Regions from separate parts of the Pan troglodytes genome. Here region 1 is linked to region 2. A link is a contact called in public HiChIP or PLAC-seq data. All regions are on one chromosome and are shown on one strand. Each heading gives the region's core, a stretch centred on a gene start, on an enhancer-like site or on the middle of the called end of the contact. The rest is flanking DNA. Distances are from core to core; before and after follow the strand shown.

The links. HiChIP or PLAC-seq counts read pairs in DNA pulled down with a chosen protein or histone mark.
Region 1: a contact with region 2 is called in an H3K4me3 HiChIP or PLAC-seq map of stem cell-derived excitatory neurons, with 8 times the contacts expected there. The contact joins the promoter of TOR3A here to the promoter of AXDND1 in region 2. A contact is called at or near these places in 2 of 7 Hi-C or Micro-C datasets (a lymphoblastoid cell line and stem cell-derived neural progenitor cells), 1 of 1 datasets of contacts at active chromatin or transcription factors (stem cell-derived excitatory neurons) and 1 of 1 other capture datasets (stem cell-derived neural stem cells).

Annotation. Positions count from the first base shown.
Region 1 is chr1:70,036,326-70,042,972 of NHGRI_mPanTro3-v2.0_pri, forward strand. TOR3A (torsin family 3 member A) reads right to left here and starts at 4,182. Exons shown (of 6, transcript XM_514028.9): 1 at 2,230-4,182; 2 at 1,564-1,677. The coding sequence starts at 2,488.
Region 2 is chr1:69,753,730-69,759,959 of NHGRI_mPanTro3-v2.0_pri, forward strand. It overlaps AXDND1 (axonemal dynein light chain domain containing 1), which reads right to left and starts at 1,503. Exons shown (of 25, transcript XM_054656308.2): 1 at 794-1,503; 2 at 186-388. The coding sequence starts at 282.

The sequences.
Region 1 (6,647 bases), core at 2,932-5,431, 290 kb after region 2:
TATTCAGAACTGGGCTAAGTGTTTTACATTTGGTCTTCACAATTCTGCAAGGCAGGCATTATTATTCCCATTTAAAGCTGAGGAAACTGGCTGGGCGAGGTGGTTCCCGCCTGTAATCCCAGCACTTTGGGAGGCTGAGGCGGGCGGATCACGAGGTCAGGAGTTTGAGACCAGCCTAGCCAACATGGTGAACCCCCTCTCTAATAAAAATACAAAAATTAGCTGGGCATGGTGGTGGGCACCTATAATCCCAGCCACTCGGGAGGCTGAGGGAAGAGAATCGCTTGAACCTGGGAGGCAGAGTTTGCAGTGAGCCGAGATTGCTCCAGCCTAGGTGACAGAGACTGACTTGGTCTCAAAATAAATAAGTAAAAAAAATAAAATAAAATACAGCTGAGGAAACGGACACTTGGGAAGGACTCTTCAGTTTGCCAGCAAGGAAGAGGCACGACTAGGAGGGGTCTCCAATCCGCTGGCCAGAACAATTTGGATATCCAGGCCCTTGTCGAACAAAAGGCATGTTGAGGACAGAAAGTAACTTGCTAATTGCTACCTAGGGTCTTATCCAAGTCAGCAGTGATCCAAATTAAGATTTCCTGACCTGTATGTAGTCCTATCTTCTGTCCTGAGCCAGACTGTGTCCCTAAACACACTGTGTTATTGGCATTTTGGCCAATTAAGTGACCTAAATATCTGGGGTGGGCCTCATTTATGGAGATTGAAGGAGCTGGGATCAGGAGAACTCTGGGCAAGAAATTGCTGCTGGGGAAAAGAGAGGAAGCTTTTGCAAATGTCTGAATAGGTTTCAGAACATGGGGCCAAAGATCACCTTGTGAGAGTGAAAATGCAAATCAACTGCGATATGCAAATCAAGCCACCCAAACTAATTAGAAAATACTGGTTGCCATGGCACAGTGGCTCACGCCTGTAATCACAGCACTTTGGGAGGCCAAGGCAGGCAAATCACAAGGTCAGGAGTTCGAGACCGGCCTGGCCAACATGGTGAAACCCCCCCTCCTCTACTAAAAATACAGAAATTAGCCGGACGTGGTGGCAGGCACCTGTAATCCCAGCTACTCGGGAGGCTGAGGCAGGAAAATTGCTTGAACCCAGGAGGCGGAGGGTGCAGTGAGCTGAGATCGCACCACTGCACTCCAGTGTGGGTGACAGAGCAAGCCCCCGTCTCAAAAAAAAAAAAAAAAAAAAAAAAAAAGAAGAAAAGAAAGGGACACTTTTAATCACAACCCAGAATTTCTGATCAGTTCTCTCACTGGATAGTTCCAGCCCCCTCTGAGAGGTAGCTGTTTCTGTTTAGAGTGAAACAAGGTGCTCTGGGCCTGACAAACAGCTCAGTTTGCCTGGGCTATTAAGCTAGAGGCTAAAAAGGGGCTTCCCTGACTCAAGCATTTGGTACTCCCTCAAAACTTCAGTCAGACTGTGGCAGTTCCTGCTTGTCGGGAGGCTGGGCAGGATGACGAAAGGTCCCTTGCATCTAACCATTTCCCCTGGACTGCCTCCCCTCCCCACAGATCCCTAGCCCCTTGAAGCCATGCGGGGTCCAACCTGTAAAGTTGTTGGAGATTCTGCAATCCCCTCTAGGGCAGCAGTCTTTGAAGCTGCAGTACCACGTGGTCAGGAGATCCAGGTACCGCTGGCCCAACAGAGGAAGGCGCCAGCCTGGAAAAGGAGGAGCTGTGAGACCGAGAGGAGACCATCCGGTGCTCGACAGTGATGCGGCAACCTTGCCACACAACTTGTCAGGGACAGAGGGACACCCAGAACTCAGATTCCAACTCCCAGCCCCGACTCGGCCCACTGTCGGTCCTCAAGCCCTGCGTCCAAAAGCAGCAAGGGAGACGGCAGTCACCAGGCATGTCCACAGCGGACGTTCCCTAGAGCTGTCAAGAGCAACACCTTCGAATAACTCCAGGGTGGGCTGGGAGATGGCACAGGCGGTGCGAGAGAATCTGGAAAGCGCGGGGATCAGGGGAGGCGGGGGACGGGAAGCCGGGCGCCAGGGGGGTGCGCCGGGGACGCGGGTGGGGCAAGGGCGGTGATGGGGCTCCCTGCTCCGCGGAGGCTGCCCCCGCCCACAGCCGGTACCGGCGGCTGAGCAGAGCAGGACTGCGGGCCCAGATGTCGCCCCGGACAGGAGCGAGGCGACCACAGCCGCGCCCGGATCGCACTCTGCTCCGCAGCGAACGGCGGGCCGTGGGGACGGGGTCTTACCCAGGGGCCCCGTGGCTGCCTCCTCGTCCTCGTCACAGTCGTCGGGCCACACCTGGCAGCTGAAGAGCGTCCAGTACCGCTTGGAGAGGGCACCCGCCGCCCTGAGCTGCTCCTGCAGGCGCTGGAAGCCCGGCCAGGCCCAGGCCGAGCCCGGCTGGTCGGTTCCCTCCCACGGCCTGGAGGCGCCGCGGGGCTCAGGCGCGCCCGGGAGCAGCAGCAGGAGAAAGAGCCAAAGCTGGCACCACGGACCGCGAAGCATGGCCGGCCCCGAGCTGCGGGACCCTCCGGCTGCCGGCCTAGCCAGGCTCCCTTAAACCCGGGGCGGTCAGGCGGGGACCGCACTTCCTAGGCGGGCGTGAACCCGGGATTGGTGTTGCTGTGGCGACCGGCGGGCCGGGCTGAGTGCGCACTGGCAGCCTCCGTACACGTGACCCAGGCGGGAACCCGAAACCCTGTCTGGGGTCCTGAGAGGCAGTCCCGAGACTGACTTCAGGCCAGGTGCAACTAGCCGGCTTCCAGGAAGCAGTTTATTCTGGGTCGTGATTGTGGTTGCAAAGAAGGTGAACTCAGGCTTTGAAATGGCCACTGTCAATCACTCCGCTAGGACTTTCGGACGGCTCTGGTGGCCCATCAGAGGCCTACCGAATAAGGACACTCCTGCTTTGCCTCGCGTTTGCAGATCAACTTCCCGCCAACCTGTTAGAGGAAGCCGGTAAACCGTCTCAGTCAGGAGCGTTAGGCAGGCCAGGGGAGTCAGCTGAGTGGAGAAGAGGCCCTGGAAAGAAGGGCACAGCTAGGTGCCTGTCTGCAAGGTTGCCCTGGCTCCTCCGCAGAGGGAAATGAAACCGCAGCAAAACACCAGCAGGTTTCCACAGTGGGAGTCCACGAAAAGCAAGAGGAAGCTGATTGATGGGCTCCAGTCTGGAGGTGTTTGGAGTTTGGAAACCCCCCGAGTCATGGGTAAATCATAAGGCGTCATGTCAATGTAATTATATCTCATAAAAAGCCGAAGTACTGTGTGCACTTTCTTGACTAGGTTTGCAACTTTCAAGTGCTGGGACTGAGCAGCCCATCCGACACCATTGGCAAAAGACTACAGGGCCTCTTTCCCTCAGCGCTCTCTTCTCTATAGCGAGGAGCATGGAACAAGGCTGTTAGATTTCAGAAGAGCTTAATGCATTGTTTAAAATCACCTGGCTTACTTCAGCCAAGCCAAAAAGCCGTCTTGTCTTAGGAGAAAACTGCTGTCTAGAGAGATCAGAGGACTTGGCTAATGTCATATGTTTAGTGGCTTTGAGGTTGGGCCCTCCAGACAGTAAGGTGAATACTAGCACCGTGTCTCACAAATGTCACAGGCAACTTGATTCATCTGTTCACCCCAGTCTCTTAGATCACACCCAGTGCCAGGTCTGCTCCATTCTCAGCAGCTCACCAAATTTGTGCCTTTCATTCGAACAGCTACAGAAACTAGATAAGCATCTTTGCTAGGACACGAGGTTGAGTTGAAAAGTAAAATGTTTATAGTGTCTCAGCCATTCAGTGTGATGTCAAAAACTTTTCATAGAGTAGCAGCCATGGCACCAGCCCAGCACTGTGTACATCGAGCTTGCGGAGTCCACCGGAGTCAGTTAACAGCACATACACCACAGTGCTTATTGGAAAACCAAAAAAAATTAGGCCGGGTGTGGTGGCTCACGCCTGTAATCCTAGCACTTTAGAAGGCCGAGGCGGGCGGATCACCTGAGATCAGGAGTTCGAGACCAGCCTGGCCAACATGGTGAAACCCAGTCTCTACTAAAAATCCAAAAATTAGCCGAGTGTGATGGTGCGCGTCTGTAATCCCAGCTACTCAGGAGGCTGAGGCAGGAGAATGGCTTGAACCCAGGGGGCGGAGGTTGCAGTGAGCCAAGATGGTGCCACTGCACTCCAGCCTGGGTGACAGAGCAGGGCTCCATCTCAAAAAAAAAAAAAAAAAAAAAAAAAAAAAAAAAAAAAAAAAAAGAAGAGAAAAGAAAAAAAATTAACTCACTCAACAAATGTCGTTTGAGTCTGAATGGCAGTCTAATATAGTGATTACCATTTTCTATTTGTGCAACCATGGGTGTTACTGAACCGTCCCATGCCTGTTTCCTCACCTATAAAAAGGGATAATAAAATAGTCCCCTCATAGGGCTGCTGTGAAGATTAAATGAGCTCATTCAATGAGCACATCAACAACACTCAATACGTGGCCAGTTTTATTTCTGTATCTACCCAGCCATGGAGGAGGCTCTGGGTGGTCTACACAGGAGGCAAGGATGGCCTTAGTTAATACTGGTGGTTTATAAGTGAATTTATGGTGAAAAAATTAATAGTAACAATAGTTTATTAAAACAATCCAAGTTTTAAGATGTTGTGGAAAGAATTATCTCTACTTGGAACTTTTATGTAGGGCTACCTGCTCATTTCTGAGATGTTCTGACTTGGATTTAGCATCCCATGGCAAATAAAGTAGGTTAGCTGGGAAGTTCTTCGACAATCAACTTGATTTCAAGACATTTTTATTATTTATTTATTTATTTAGAGACGGAGTCTTGCTCTGTCGCCCAGGCTGGAGTGCAGTGGTGCAATCTCGGCTCACTGCAACCTCTGCCTCCCGGGTTCAAGCGATTCTTCCCCCTCAGCCTCCCAAGTAGCTGGGATTACAGGCGTTCACCACCACGCCCCCGCTTTTTTTTTTTTTTTTTTGTATTTTTAGAGACGGGGTTTCGCCATGTTGGCCAGGCTGGTCTCGAACTCCTGGCCTCAGGTGATCTGCCTGCCTGCCTTAGCCTCCCAAAGTGTTGGGATTACAGGCGTGAGCCACTGCGCCTGGCCGTTTTTTTCCAAAAAAAAAAAAAAAAAAAAAAAAAAGACGTAAACACTTTTTCACCAAAGAGTCAGTCCCGTGTAGAAACAATAAATCCAAACACCAGTTTCTAGATAGGTCTCTTGAGTATTTCAATAAATACTCCTTTCGGTCTCAGGCCTTGGAGGCTGTGCTCGGTTTAAAGGTCTGGAAGCAGTATCTCATGGATGACGGGGACATCTAGAGGCTGCTGGGAAAACTACAGACAACTATGATTCTTTAGCAAGCATTACGGTGCTACTCAAGGGCGGTTCCAGAACCCCACCACTGGCATCACCCAGGAGCTTGTTAGAAATGCAGAATCTCAGGCCCCAGACATACTGAATCAAAACCTGCACTTTAAGAAGGTCTTTCTGTGCAGGGAGCCGTGGCTCATGCCTGTAATCTCAGCACTTTGGGAGGCTGAGGCAGGAGGGTCGCTTGAAGCCAGAGTTTCAGACCAGCCTGGGCAATAAGGCTAGACCCCTTGTCTCTACCAAAAATAAAAATAAAAAATAAGCTGCGTGTGGTGGTGCGCGCCTATAATCCTAGCTACTTGAGAGGCTGAGGGAGGAGGATCACTTGAGCTCAGGAGTTCGAGGCTGCCAATGAGCGATGATTGTGCCATTGTACTCCAGCCTGCGTCAGAGCAAGACTGTCAAACCAAAAAAAAAAAAAAAGCCTAAGGCAAAATTGGCACACAACACCTTTATTGATGTCATCTGAGTATGACCTAGCTTTACAACAGACATCTTCCCAACCCCACTGAAGGCAGTCAGAACCATCTGCCTTGGAAACACTGGGTCAAAAGCAAGTCTCCGCCTGGGACGGTGGCTCACGCCTGTAATCCCAGCATTTTGGGAGGCCAAGGCGGGTGGATCACTTGAGGTCAAGTGTTTGAGACCAATCAGCCTGGCCAATATGGAGAAACCCCGTCTCTACTAAAAATACAAAAATTAGCCGGGCGTGGTGGCATGCGCCTGTAGTCCTGGCTACTCGGGAGGCTGAGGCAGGCGAATTGCTTGAACCTGGGAAGCGGAGGTTGCAGTGAGCTAAGATCGCGCCATTGCACTCTAGCCTGGGCACTGCAGTGAGATTTGGTCTCAAAAACAAAACAAACACAAGTCTCCATATTTAAATAACCCTGCATGAGAAACATTACAGGAATGTTTCCCAGCTCATCTATGTTCCTTTAACATCTATACAGCACTTGAGGTGGACTGAGAATGTCCTCAAGAGACAGGGCACACAAACATTTCCTAGAACAATGAGAAACCCCTGAAGCGATATTTCTGGTGACCCAGATACTGAAAATACAGGCCCAGAAGGCCCTGTATCCACTAAGCAAATAGTTCTGCATTTCCGGAGTCAGGGGTTCTATACACACCTCTTGTCAAGCCTGGATCAATCTCCACTTTTTCAGTGTAGGTACTGCCTAACCCAATCCCTCCCAATCCCCACCCCCATGATCCTCTCCCGTTTCTTATTCTCACTGCAATTAATTTATATAATTCCTGAGGGACTTGGTGCCTCACAAGCAGTTTTTTTTTTT
Region 2 (6,230 bases), core at 253-2,752:
TGAAACAGTACTCTGACTCAAAATACTGTAAAAGGAATGACTTCTTGCTTTATTTAAGCAAGTGTGTTAGAAAAATGTAGCCAATCAAGGCATTCTGAATATCAGATTTAAAAAACCGGTGAATGGAAGGTGATTTCTGTCTTACGGCCATGACTGTTTATGACTTCAGAATCAACGAAGTTTACCTCTTGTCCCTTCCTTGGCTACAGACACTTTTAACTTTTTGCTCTCAGATGTTGATGTAGAGTTTAGCGGGGTGGAGGGCGTTTTCGGGAGAGACATAATAAACAATGCCTCCTATCTCTTTAGTAATTTGAAATAGTCCTCCGGAAAGCTAATTTAGACACAAATCAGCGCCGCACTGGGACTTGCAGGCTGCCACATAGTCCTGCAGGCAGAGGAAAAAAGATTAAAAAAAAAAAAAAAAAGATGACAACTATTGAGTACTTAGGTTCAGATCGCAATTTAGAATTCATCTAGCATGGTTTTCCTTTTTTGGGGCGACCTCTATGTTCTGGGGTTATCTGTCGCTACTAAGAAGCCTTAGTGGACCGTCAGGTCAGGGTCAAGGAGCAGGGCAGGAAGGACCCGCTCGGCGGACCCCGCAGACCGCCGGCACCCCTGGTGGGGGACACTCGCTGCAGGCGGCTCGGCTGGGGACCCCGACCTTCCCCACAGGCAGCGCTCTCGCGCGCCAGTTCCACAAACTCGCGAGTTGGGCAGGCCTCGCACTGCTTCTTGGTTTAAAATGACGGGAAAGGGACACCCGCGATCCTACCCACACATTGCGTACCCGCCCAGCATCCGCTCACTTCCTCCTTTGCTGGAACGCCTGTTTGTCGTCATAGAAACCCAGGGCCCCGAGGTTTAGCGCCCTCGATAGGGGCTGCCTTCAGCGGTGCCGGCGGAGGAGGGAGACAGCTAAGACAATCCCTACAGCCTCTCGGAGTTTCTTCTGTTCTAAGTCACAGCATAGGTTCAGTAGCAAAGGAGAAGAAAAACGTTTAATCCGGCCGTTGTCACGGAATCCGAAAGTGTCTCACGCCGGGGCTTCCTGCCGCGGGCCAGGCCAGTGCGCAGGCGCCGGTGGGGGTTAGCTCGAGGGGCCGACCCCTGTAGCCCGTGACGCACGCGGGTTAAGCAAGGGTCTTCTGAGTTGTTTCCATCTTTCTAGCTCTCTTTTTTGTTGCTTTGCGTATTTTTCTTTCTCTTTCTTTCTCTTTTTCTTTCTTTCTTTTTTTTTTCCCCTGAGACGGAATTTCCCTCTTCTCGCCCAGGCTGGAGTTTAATGGTGCGATCTCGGCTCACTGCAACTTCCACCTCCTGGGTTCAAGCAATTCTCCTGCCTCAGCCTCCCAAGCAGCTGGGACTACAGGCAGACGCCACCATGCCCGGCTAATTTTATATTTTGTTTTGTTTTGTTTTGTTTGAGACGGAGTCTCGTTCTGTCGCGCTGGCTGGAGTGCAGTGGTGCGATCTCAGCTCACTGCCACCTCCGCCTCCCAGGTTCAAGCGATTCTCCTGCCTCAGCCTCCCGAGGGACTACAGGCGGGGGCCACCATGCCCGGCTAATTTTTGTATTTTTAGTAGAGACGGGGTTTCACCATATTGGCCAGGCTGGTCTCAAACTCCTGACCGCGCCCGCCTCGGCCTTCCAAAGTGCTGGGATCATAGGCGTGAGCCACTGCGCCCGGACGCTTTGCATATTTTTCTAAAAGCCAAACTCAGGGGGATGTTGGGTAATAAGAAACGCTGGGTCCCTTATTGGGTAAGCCGTCCAGTGCTTTACATTTCGGTCACGTCTTCCTTGGACCCTTAAATGCCTCCCCCCAGAGCACAAGGAAGGCCTCCTGGGCCCAGATTTTTCAGCCCCTGGGGGCAGGGAAGGAGGATTGAGCTTAGGTGGAACCAGCTCAGGTATAATTGTCGGGGCTTCTGGCGTGAAAACCTGCCCTCAGGAAAGAATACCATCAGCGGCTGGTGGCTCACGCCTGTAATCACAGCACTTTCTTAGGCCGAGGCCGGTGGATCACGAGGTCAGGAGTTCGAGACCAGACTGACCAACATGGTGAAACCCCGTCTCTACTAAAAACACAAAAATTAGCCAAGAGAGGTGGCGCGCGCCTGTAATCCCAGCTACTCAGGAGGTTGAAGCAGGAGATTCGCTTGAACCGGGGAGGCAAGGGTTGCGGTGAGCCGAGATGGCGCCACCGCACTCCAGCCTGGGCAACAGAACGAGACTCCGTCTCAAAAAAAAAAAAAAAAAAAAAAAAGAGTATCATCAGAGCCTTCGCACTGCACTGAGGCTCGGTTCGGTGAGGGATCATTTCTTTTCTTTTCTTTTTTGAGACGGAGTTTCACTCTTGTTGCCCAGGCTGGAGTGCAATGGCGCGATCTCGGCTCACCGCAACCTCCGCCTCCCAGGTTCAAGCGATTCTCCTGCCTCAGCCTCCCTAGTAGCTGGGATTACAGGCATGCGCCACCACGCCCAGCTAAATTTGTATTTTTAGTAGAGACGGGGTTTCTCCATGTTGGTCAGGCTGGTCTCGAACTCCCGACCTCAGGTGATCCACCCGCCGCGGACTCCCAAAGTGCTGGGATTACAGGCATGAGCCGGATCGTTTCATATTAAGGCAGAGATTTAGTGCCAAATAATGAACCGCTGGGAGAAGCCCAGCGTCTAGTTGCTTCCAGACAGGGAGGAAACTTTATCTTATTCAATCACCATATTCCTTAGCACCAAGTACAGTGCCTGGACAAACATGAAAATCTGTTGGACAGTTCTCTTCTGTGTTGACAGAATTACGGCTATTTTCTGGTTTTGAGAGTAATAGCTGTGAGAAATTCGAGCAAAGGGTTCAAAACAAGTCTACGTGGTCCCTTTGAACTCTTCCGATCAAACATGTTGGGTGTGTTAGCATTTTAGCCTTTTAGCCTTATCTCCCGTTACCCTAATTTTTCAAAGAATTAAAATACACACAATAGCATTATAGAGCACACAAAGTTATCCATCTTTTGTATTCTTAACCTAGTTCAAAAAAATCCAAGTACAGTATTAAGAAAGCAGATAGAAATAAGTGAACACATTCTAGAAAAACACATAAAGTATAATCTAAAGGATTTAGGAAGTGATTAGATCTGTGAGACATCAAAGGTCTCTTTTCTGTCTTGTGCTGTGGTATGGTGATCATACATAATGTCAGAGGAGTTTGAACCATAGCAACTCCATCTTGAATAGGCACTGGGTAAAATAAGGCTGAAACCTACTTGGCTGCGTTCCCAGATGGTTAAGGCATTCTAAGTCACAGGATGAGATAGCAGGTCATAAAGACCCTGCTGATAAAACAGGTCGCAGTAAAGAAGCCGGCTAAAACCCACCAAAACCTAGATGGCCACGAGAGTGACCTCTGGTCGTCCTCACTGCTATACTCCCACCAGCGCCATGACAGTTTACAAATACCATGGGAATGTCGGGAAGTTACCCTTTATGGTCTGAAAAGGGGAAGAATGAATAATCCACCCCTTGTTTAGCATATCATCAAGAAATAACCATAAAAATGGGTAACCAGCAACCCTCAGGGCTGCTCTATGGAGTAGCCATTCTTTTTTTATTTTCCTAATAAACTTGCTTTGCACTGTGGACTCGCCCTGAATTCTTTCTTGTGCAAGATCTAAGAACTCTCTCTTGGGGTCTGAATCTGAACCCCATTTCCTGTAACAATACCATTTACTAAGACTGGAAACAAAGGAGGAAGACCAGATTTGGAGGAGGGCTTTGGAGAAGGATACGTTTAGGACTGTGGATATATTAAGTTTGCAGTAAGATTGAGATATCTGGATGGGAATGAGAAGTAACTATTTGATTATACATTAATATATGGGTCTGAAGCTCTCGGCAAAGGCCTACGTTAAAGTTGAACGGATGAGGCAGGGCGTGGTGGCTCATGCCTGTAATCCCAGCACTTTGGGAGGCTGAGGTGGGCAGATCATTTGAGGTCAGATAGAGACCAGCCTGATCAACATGGTGAAACCCTGTCCCTACCAAATACAAATACCAAATACAAAAATTAGCCTGGCATGGTGGCACATGCCTGTAGTCCCAGCTACTCAGGAGGCTGAGGCAGGAGAATCGCTTGAACCCGGGAGGTGGAGGTTGCAGCACCATCGCACTCCATTCTGGGCGACAAGAGTGAAACTCCCTCTCAAAAAAAAAGTTGGATGAATGGCTGGGTGTGGTGGCTCAAGCCGGAGTCATCCCAGCACTTTGAGAGGCTTATGCTAGAGGATGGCTTGAGGCCAGGAATTCGAGACCAGCTTGGACAACGTGGCAAGACCCCATCTCTACAAAACAAAACGAAAAAAGTTAATAGATGAGGCATAAACAAAAACAGTACAATAAGACTATAACTATCAAAAAATACAATTGCTACTTATAGGGTAACTCCTCTCCTAATTTTTAATTATACCAAGAGAATCCTAAAATGGAATAAAGTAAAATACTATTAAGGTCTTTGATGGAAAATACCATAGCAAAATGTAAGCTGAGTAGGTAAGAATCTTCCTAAACAGAAAACCTCAAGATGTGTAAAAGTGATGGTCAGAGTCGATTTTTTTTTTTTTCTCTTGAGATGGAGTCTGGCTCTGTCACCCAGGCTGGAGTGCAGTGGCGTGATTTTGGCTCACTGCAACCTCTGCCTCCTGGGTTCAAATGATTCTCTGGAGCCTCGGCCTCCTGAGTAGCTGGGATTACAGGCACCCGCCACCATGCCCAGCTAATTTTTATATTTTTAGTAGAGAGGGGATTTCACCATGTTGGCCAGGCTAGTCTTGAACTCCTGACCTCAGGTGATCTGCCCGCCTTGGCCTCCCAAAGTGGTGGGAATACAGGCATGAGCCACCATGCCTGGCCTATCAACTCATTTTCTAACTGCGTGGTCAGGGATTTATAAACACATCTGCAGGCACTTAGAGCATGCAAAGCTCCCTAAAGGAATCTGCAGGGGAAGTGGGCCAGTGTTTGTATTTAATGCAGCTAAAAAAAGAAGGTACCAATTAGAAACTTCCATTTTTTTTCTTCCTATTATTTTTAACAGAGTCTCACTCTGTCACTCAGGCTGGAGTGCAGCGGTGCGATCTAGGCTCACCACCTCTCAGGTTCAAGCAATTCTCCTGCCTCAGCCTCCTGAATAGCTGGGATTACAGGCACGTGCCACCATGCCCTGCTAATTTTTGTATTTTTAGTAGAGTTGGGGTTTCACCATGTTGGCCAGGCTGGTCTCAAACTCCTGACCTCAAGTGATAAGCCCACCTCAGCCTCCCAAAGTGCTGGGATCACAGGTGTGAGCCACCACACGGGGCCTCCAGTTAGCAACTTTTAAAAGCAGACACTGAGAAGGAAATCTAGGCACTACTCAGCCAAACACTTTCCAAGGGAAACAGTAGCTTCTAGTATTGCTTCCACCCAAGAAGGGCATCCCTAAAACTGAATGATGTCTGACTTTATCATTCAGTTCACACACAGGCATGCCTACAGGAAGAAATATGCTTTTGTATTGTTCATGTGTCTTCAGTGCATGGCATAGTATCTGACAAATGATTATGCAGTCTGTGAGAATAAATTCATCTTTCTCATTGTACACTAAGTTGGGCTTCTACAGAGCAAATTCAATGATCATGCCAACCTTGAGGATGCTACTGAGTGATTTCTCATAGTAAATTTACCAAGTTATATGTTTTATAAATCAGATGCATGAATTTGGTTGAGTCCAAATGATAGCTATCCAAGCCTAAAGTGACACAACTCTATGCTTTCATAAATTCATCAGAAAAATTCCAACACTATGGCTTTCCCCCTAGCAGCAATGAACAACAGCCACTGGGTCCAAGAAACAGGGGCAGAGTTAACTTCTGAAAGGATTTCCCCTTTCCCACTCCTTTGGCACTGCAGAGCCAGGTGGGTATAGCTAGATCATCAAGAGTAACTAGAGAGTATTCCTTGACTGTTGCTATCATATGTGCTTCCACCAACAAAGTGTTGCAATGTCAAGTAGTCCTCATAATAGGCTCCTATTACGAGTAGATTCTTTGGAGAAAGGGCATCTTCATCTGAGCTGCCATAACAGAATACCTGGGACTGGGTAATTTATAAAGAAGAGAAATTTGGCTGAGTGCAGTGTCTCATGCCTGTAATCCCAGCACTTTGGTAGGCCGAGGCGGGTTGATCACTTGAG